Regions from separate parts of the Mus musculus genome. Here region 1 is linked to region 2. A link is a contact called in public HiChIP or PLAC-seq data. All regions are on one chromosome and are shown on one strand. The core of a region is the stretch at or near the end of the contact, and the rest is flanking DNA. Distances in the headings are between cores, read along the strand shown.

Evidence for each region. HiChIP or PLAC-seq counts read pairs in DNA pulled down with a chosen protein or histone mark.
Region 1: a contact with region 2 is called in a FOXA1 HiChIP or PLAC-seq map of pancreatic cancer cells. The contact joins two enhancer-like sites. A contact is called at or near these places in 1 of 484 Hi-C or Micro-C datasets (epidermal suprabasal cells) and 2 of 115 datasets of contacts at active chromatin or transcription factors (fibro-adipogenic progenitors and pancreatic cancer cells).

What each region holds. Positions count from the first base shown.
Region 1 is chr4:55,706,308-55,709,619 of GRCm38.p6, forward strand. No RefSeq gene overlaps it. Among named protein-coding and RNA genes, the nearest start is that of Gm12511, 140 kb to the left of the region's middle. Within about 2 kb of position 1,789, at least 31 of the 459 cell types and tissues checked have an H3K27ac peak or open chromatin away from gene starts, as enhancers often do. A contact at or near this core is called in pancreatic cancer cells, where this site is marked.
Region 2 is chr4:55,925,743-55,929,449 of GRCm38.p6, forward strand. No RefSeq gene overlaps it. Among named protein-coding and RNA genes, the nearest start is that of Gm34482, 26 kb to the right of the region's middle. Within about 2 kb of position 1,824, at least 35 of the 459 cell types and tissues checked have an H3K27ac peak or open chromatin away from gene starts, as enhancers often do. A contact at or near this core is called in pancreatic cancer cells, where this site is marked.

The sequences.
Region 1 (3,312 bases), core at 539-3,038, 220 kb before region 2:
ATAAGATTTTATGAAGGTGACAGAAGGACTTGTGCATGGCCCAGTCCATATTTTGCAATAATAACAATAATTATAACAAAGTCAACATAGTCACATGGACGGAGAACCAATGAATGACTAGGTCTATACCTCAGCATCATTGTTGTATTCTTTTCTCTGCCCTTCCAGAGCTGGAGCTTGCCCAGCATGCGTAAGATAACATCTCTGATCTGTGTTGGTTCCTTCCCCAGGGTCACCTGGTATGTGCTCTGCCATCTTACCCCAAACAGTGGCTACAATGACACAGGCATCTTGCCGCACTGTTCTCACCAACCATAGCTACTACTTCATCTTTGCTTAAGGATACACTCAAAAGAGATTATTTAATACATTGCCACTCTCCTTTCTGTCCTTCCTTCCTTCCTTCCTTCCTTCCTTCCTTCCTTCCTTCCTTCCTTCCTTCCTTCCTTCCTTCCTTCCTTCCTTCCTTCCTTCCTTCCTTCCTTCCTTCTCTCTCCTCTCTTTCTCTCTCCCTCTCTCTTTCTTTTTTCATTCTTACCTTCAGAGTCTCACATAGTTCAAGCTTTTTTCAAACTCAATTGTCACTGCAAATAACCTTCGCTCTTAATCCTCATTCATCTGTCTCCTAAGTGCTGAGACCACACACCCAAAATGTCGGAATTTCCTCTTTAGTTTACACCCTAAATGCTTTCTGTCTTTCCCTTGTACTGATGACATTGGGTATGGCAAGTTGTTTCTATCCAACTCAAAGGTACTGATCTACACTAATTCTGGAAAAATTGTTTCTTTCTCCAGAGTGGCCATCTTAGGAAGAGAATTTGAGTCCAACTTCACAGGAAAGACTCAATCGCCACCAAGGAACGGGTAAAATATCCATGCAAAATCACTACATTTCTCATGTGAAGTATTCAACACCTTCTAATATCAGAGATTAAAATTAATTTAGATCAATTGTTGTTTAGTCAACTCCTGCCCAAGACTATGTAGACAAGAGAGACACATACTAACCACTGGAACTCTAGTCATTTTCATTTCCTGCTTGAGATGAATCCATTTCTTGATGGTTTATTTGTTCCACTGGAGTACCTGGAGCCTTAGAATTCTCATTGGATTTTGTAAATACTGTCACCCTAGGATTTCCCTTTAACCCTTCAATCCCAAGGTCAACTAAAGTGGTGGTGAAAGGTTAAAGTGTCATCCAAAGAACGTCCACTCATCTCTGCGGTGAGCCAGCATGGTCCCAGGAAGTCATGTGCTCATGCTATGTAGCTCTTCCACCTGCCTTGTTGCCTAAGTGATTCGCCTGGTCTGAAATGATATATGGCTGCATAGTTGGGAAGAAAGCTTTTATTTCTAAGGTTCTCAGCTCCTTATTCTCTACTCATTACAAAACCTGGGTGAAAACAGGATTGGGCCTCAGCAAAAGTGACACTTGTAAATCTTAGGATCTCATACTAGCCAGGTACTTTTCATCATTTAACAACTCTCTGAGGCTTCTAAGGATGGTTGTTGTAATCTCTGCCTGACAAAGGGGGAAAGTGAGGCTGAGGTGAAAAGTGGTAGACTGAGTATGAAAACATGATGTATTCTCTTCATATATGTAGTCCCTGGGAGAGAGTGATTCAGGAAGCGGCCAATCGCATCCAGTGTGGGGGAGGAGCATCTGCTGAGCAGATGCCGGGACCCACTGGCCAGATGCCACATGGATATGGCTTTTCTTGGCTGGGATGGCTATCTCGAGACAAGCTGCATGGCAATCTCATGTTTTCACTGTGAGTCATTCTGTTACACTCTGGAGAATTTATATAGCCAAGGAGCCATAATGATCCACCCAGGGCTCCTACCTTTCTATGTCCCAGCAATCCAGAAGAGCAATTCTGTTATGAAACGTCCTCCCAGTGCCACCCGGAGTTAACGGGAAGTCATGTGATCCACGTTAATCAGTACACAGGTAAAAAAAATAGATGCTTATCGGATCACGTAGACTGGGTTCCCTGACAGCTCAGCTTCATGAAACCAAAGTTCATTTTCTTTTTAAATTTGAGAACTATGCTATGTTGCTGTTGTTGTTGTTGTTGTTATCTCTTAGGGTTTTGCTATGTAACCCTGATACTCATCAGACCAAGCTACCCTTGAAACCATGGCAATGCTCCTGCATCGGCCTTCTGACTGCCAAGTTCACAAATGCCACACACTATTAAACAATAGCACCCAGCAAGTTGGAAATCCAAGCTCCCCAGATAGACCACTGATCCTTCCCAGTCTGGCTGTGGCCTGACCTTTTCACAGTTCATTCTCCAGCTGAGCCAATGCTGTCTTCCTGTCCTCCCAGCTCCATCAGTAGCCACCCTCGCTCAGGCTTCACACTCCTGTCCTCTCCTCACTTTGTCCTGATCCATCTTCAGCCCTAGCCCCCAGCCTCTCAGTGGGAACCTTCCTGAGCATTCTTATTCACATTTAAGCTCTCCTTCTCCCTCGTCTTCAGACAGCATCTTATAAGGCGCACAAATGGATTCCTGTGGTGGATATAGCACAGTAAACGAACATATAGAGGGTAGGAGAGACTCTTTTGTTTCTGTGACAGACATATGGGCTAGAAACAATACAGGCATACAGCCTTATTTGGCTCATGACTTGAGAAGGATTTCAATTTGTTAAGGCAGGGAAGGCATGGCTCTGTCCATGGTGTGTGAGTTTGCATGTGTGGTTTGTTAAAGGAAGGAGAAGGTAGAAAGGTACCAGAGGCAGGCATAACCTTCCAAGGTCTACCACTAGCAGCTAATTTTTGCCAGCCAATCCCCACTTCCCAAGATCTCCACAGTAGCACTGCAGCTGGGGACTGAATTTTTAAACTATGAATCTTTGAGAAGCACTTCAGATTCAAACCATAGCATAAAGTCTCCCAACAATGTATTGTGCTTAGGTGGTGTGCTGTTTTGCCTGATGGGAATGGGGCCTTCATGTGACACAGAGAAGGGAGATAAGGGGAAAGGGTCAGAGAATTGTAGTTCATGGTAGGTCATCAGGAAGCAATCCTGATAACAAAGGGAGAGACTTGAGTCATAACAGCCTTTAAAGAAAGAACTGGCTTGGACAGAAGAGAATTTTGCAAGTTCTAGTTTACTAGTAAGACATTTTGAGCACTTATGTCTGCATTCTCCTTTGAGGCAGAGAAAGCTCCCTGTGGCCTGGCTCTGAAAATTTCATACAACTCAAAGGATATAATCTTGTTGTCCAAGAAGGAAAGTACCCTAACTGCTTCAGGGAAGCAGGCCCATATAGTTCAATTTGAGCCAAAAGGGCCAGTGTCCT
Region 2 (3,707 bases), core at 574-3,073:
TCCAAAAAACTAAGAGAACGACCAGTTATAGAAGGAAATCTGGTTACCTTAGCCAGGATAGGTGAGTCTCTTATATCTTCATCCTGTAAGGAAACTTTGAAATAAGTCTTAAAAAAGCCAATTTTATTGACTTTTTAAAAGATGGAATTTCATGTATTCCAAGCAGAGCTTGAATTTGCCCTGTAGCCAAGAGTGAGTTGGAACCCATGATCTTCCTCCTTCTCCTTCCATGCTAGGATTACAAGAGTGTGCCTACCACCTTGTCTCTCTGAGCAGTATCCCTAACTCCTTGTCTGGCAACTGACATTGGCAATTGGAAATCACTGCATGAACTAAAGGAAGCAAAGTTATCTGTCATTGAGGTTGTGACACATCTGAGTGTTTTGTTTCTCTCTTCACTGAGGATAGCAGCCCTCTCTGCTGAGACACAGGGGTATCTTCCTCAAAGGGCTGTCTACATCTTGCTTTCAAGGAAATAAAGTGAGTCTAGAACTCATCTTGCATCCCCTGAGTCTCTGCTGCCTGTAACTCATTATATTAATTACACCCAGGCTGCACATTTTGGGGGTGAAATGTTTTTATCCTTTAGGAGAAAGTCAGATCATAGAAACAATAAATCTGAAATTGTCAACAGCATCCCCCAAATTTTAGAACATGCAAATATGCCCAGTGGGGATCCAGTGCTAATGCAAGCACTGACTTCAAGGCTGCTCCTTTTATCACTTGCACAGTTTTCCTGGTCTACTGATAACTGGTCATGCCGTACTTTTCATTATTCTGGCTGCTGCTGCTAGCTGCTGCAGTCACTGTTCCTCTTCTTCGTTCTTTTCCTCCTCCCTCTCCTCTACTTTATCCTCCTCCTCCTCCTCCTGCCCCTCCTGCTTCTCCTCCTCCTCCTCCTCCTCTTCCTCCTCCTCCTCCTCTTCTTGCTCCTCCTTTTGTTCTTCTTTTTGGTTTGTGTTTGACTGTGTTACCTGGGTCTCACTCTATCCCACTCACTCTGTAGCCTTGAACTCACGGTTATCTATCTCCCTGTCACAGTCTTTTAAGTGCTAGGGATGATAGGCATGAGCTGCTATACCTGCTCATCCCTGCTTATCCTGCTTCTTGACTGACCGTGCTTGCTGTACCCCCAGGATACCATACCAGCTCTCCTCCATCTTACTGGCCCTGAGTACTCTTTTATACAACTCAGTTTATATGTTCATTTTGCCTTCACCTGGGCAATAATTCTCCATCCTTAAAATAATTCCATTAACCTGTGTATGTCCTGTCCATGTCGAGTCTGATTAGGATCCTGGAAAGGACAAATATATGAGATCTTACTTCTCTATGCAGACATAGCATTAGGTAGCTGTAAGGCCATTAACATAGAGGAGAGAGTGCTGGGAAGAAACGTTATCACTGGGAAGAGAGCAACAAGCATCAAGAAAAGATGCCTTAGAGGAAAGAGGTCACTGTGAACCCCTTCAGACAAGAAGGATTGAACCAGGGACAGGGGAGGCTATAGGTGGAGTGATGCAGGCCAAACAAGCATCAAGTGCACAAATGTAAAGCTCTCAGCTTACACCCCCCAGCCAGGTTACAGGACCCACAAGGAAAATAACACTGTGTTATTTCCTAATATAACCTGGGCCAGGGATCAGTCTTAGAGACTGAAAATATATCTAGCTTACCTCTTATTTTGTTTAATTCATGATGTTGTTAAGAGTTTTATATTTTTAAACGACTAGGAAAAATTACTCAACCGATCAGGACTACTTCATGACACATAAAAATGCTATGCAATTCAGATGTCAGCATCCATGCATATAGTCATATCAGAACCCAGCCACGCCTGCTTATGTATGCATTACCCAGCACTGCTTCTGAGCTATTGTAGCTGAAGTGAGTAATAGCAGGAGACCATTTGGCTCATGAAGTCTAAATCATTTCTTATCTTGCCCTTTACAGGAAAAGCTTGTTGACTTGTGGCTTAGGCTAAAGAATCCGACTACTGAGGCTCCAGTTCTGAACTCTCTTTCTCCCACCTGTGTGATTTTGGACCATCAATTTTTTTCACATTTTTTTAATTGGATATTTTCTTTATATACATTTCAAATTTCAAATTCTATCCTCCCCCTATATCCTCCCCCCTGCCATGTTCCCCTACTCATCCACTCCCGCTTTTTGGCCCTGGCATTCTCCTGTACTCGGGCATATAAGGTTTGCTAGACTGAGGGGCCTCTCTTCCCAATGATGGCCAACTAGGCCATCCTCTGCTACATATGCAGCTAGAGACACGAGCTCTGGGGGTACTGGTTAGTTCATATTGCTGTTTGGACCAACAATTTTATCATCACTCCCTGTCACTGTTTTCCCATTTGAGGATAAACATGAGTTGTTATGGAAACTGGGTTAGTACACTCTAACCTGGGAGGTTTAGAGTAGTGTCTTGCACATAACAAGCTCTCAGTAAATGTTTCTTATTCCCTTTGTGGCGGAGGAGCTCAGCTGCAGGCTTGGCATCTTTTCTTATTCAGAGGATATTTCTTGAAAGAATGAAACCGTGAGGAAGTGCATTGAGGTGTGTCCTCGAGACCATCACTAGCTCTGTGCTGCTTTCCAAAGGGGCTGAGGAGGGAATTCCAGTCTCCAGTGCCTTTTCCACTCTCCAGCATCGCCGGAACATCTGCTAGTAATCTTGGTCTTGTGGCATTTTTTTCCCTTCTGTTTTTGTTAATTTTTAAAAGAATCTTTGGGCTGTGGATGATGGAGAGAAAAAGTCCAGGGTGAGGGGCGATGACTGTGGAGTGTGTGCAGTGGGGAACAACTAGTATGGACTTTTGACATGAGAGATAATGTTTCCAGAGAGTAAGGGGCCCCCAACATAAAAAAAAATTCTCCAAGAAAAAGAGAACTAGTAACTATTTCTTAGAGTCTCCTTGGAGCACTGTAGGCAGATGGTGTGTTTTAATATGAGAGACTTGTTCCAGCCTCCCAGGGCAACCAGCGCGTGGCCATGGGTCCAGAAAGGCAGCTTGCTCATCCGTAGGCTGAATACTTCTGTGTAACAAGACTCTCTTGCGGCTTAGAAAAGGCTTTCAGTCTCCTTGAGACATCTGTTTTGTAAAAATCAGCCCAGCACGCTCAGAGCATCACCAACAGAGTCTGTATTCATCCTTCAGGGGCCATTTTATCTGCACACTGACTGAGACCCTAAAAACTCGGAGCCAAATCCTGTCCCGCATCATTACCCACCCGGATTCTTGATGATTTTAGTTTCTATAATCAGGGCAACATTATCTTTACCTCGCAAAGAGCGGAGTGTGGATTCGCATCTCATTGTCCACAGAGTTCCAACCATTAGCACCGAATTGGTGAGTGGGTTTTTACCAGCTATGTGTCCAGTTTCAGTGGAGAGGAGGAGAAACAAAACCCACAACCGCAGTGTGGCCAAGTAATTGCTTTCAATGTACTGAACAGTCTGAGCCCTGTCTCACTACAAGCAACTCAGCCTGTGGACTGCACTGAGCTTGCTTCAAGCTTGTTCCTTGTTTACAGTTCTGCAGCTTACCCCGAGCGGGGGAGGGGGGAGGGGGGAGGACGCAATGCGTGACTCTTATGCACTTACCTCCCAGTACATCCCGTACATGGAGAACTGGAATCTCGCTTGGACGATAATTACCGTGATTATAATTCCCCCGTGGAACTTGTAGAGTGAGCTC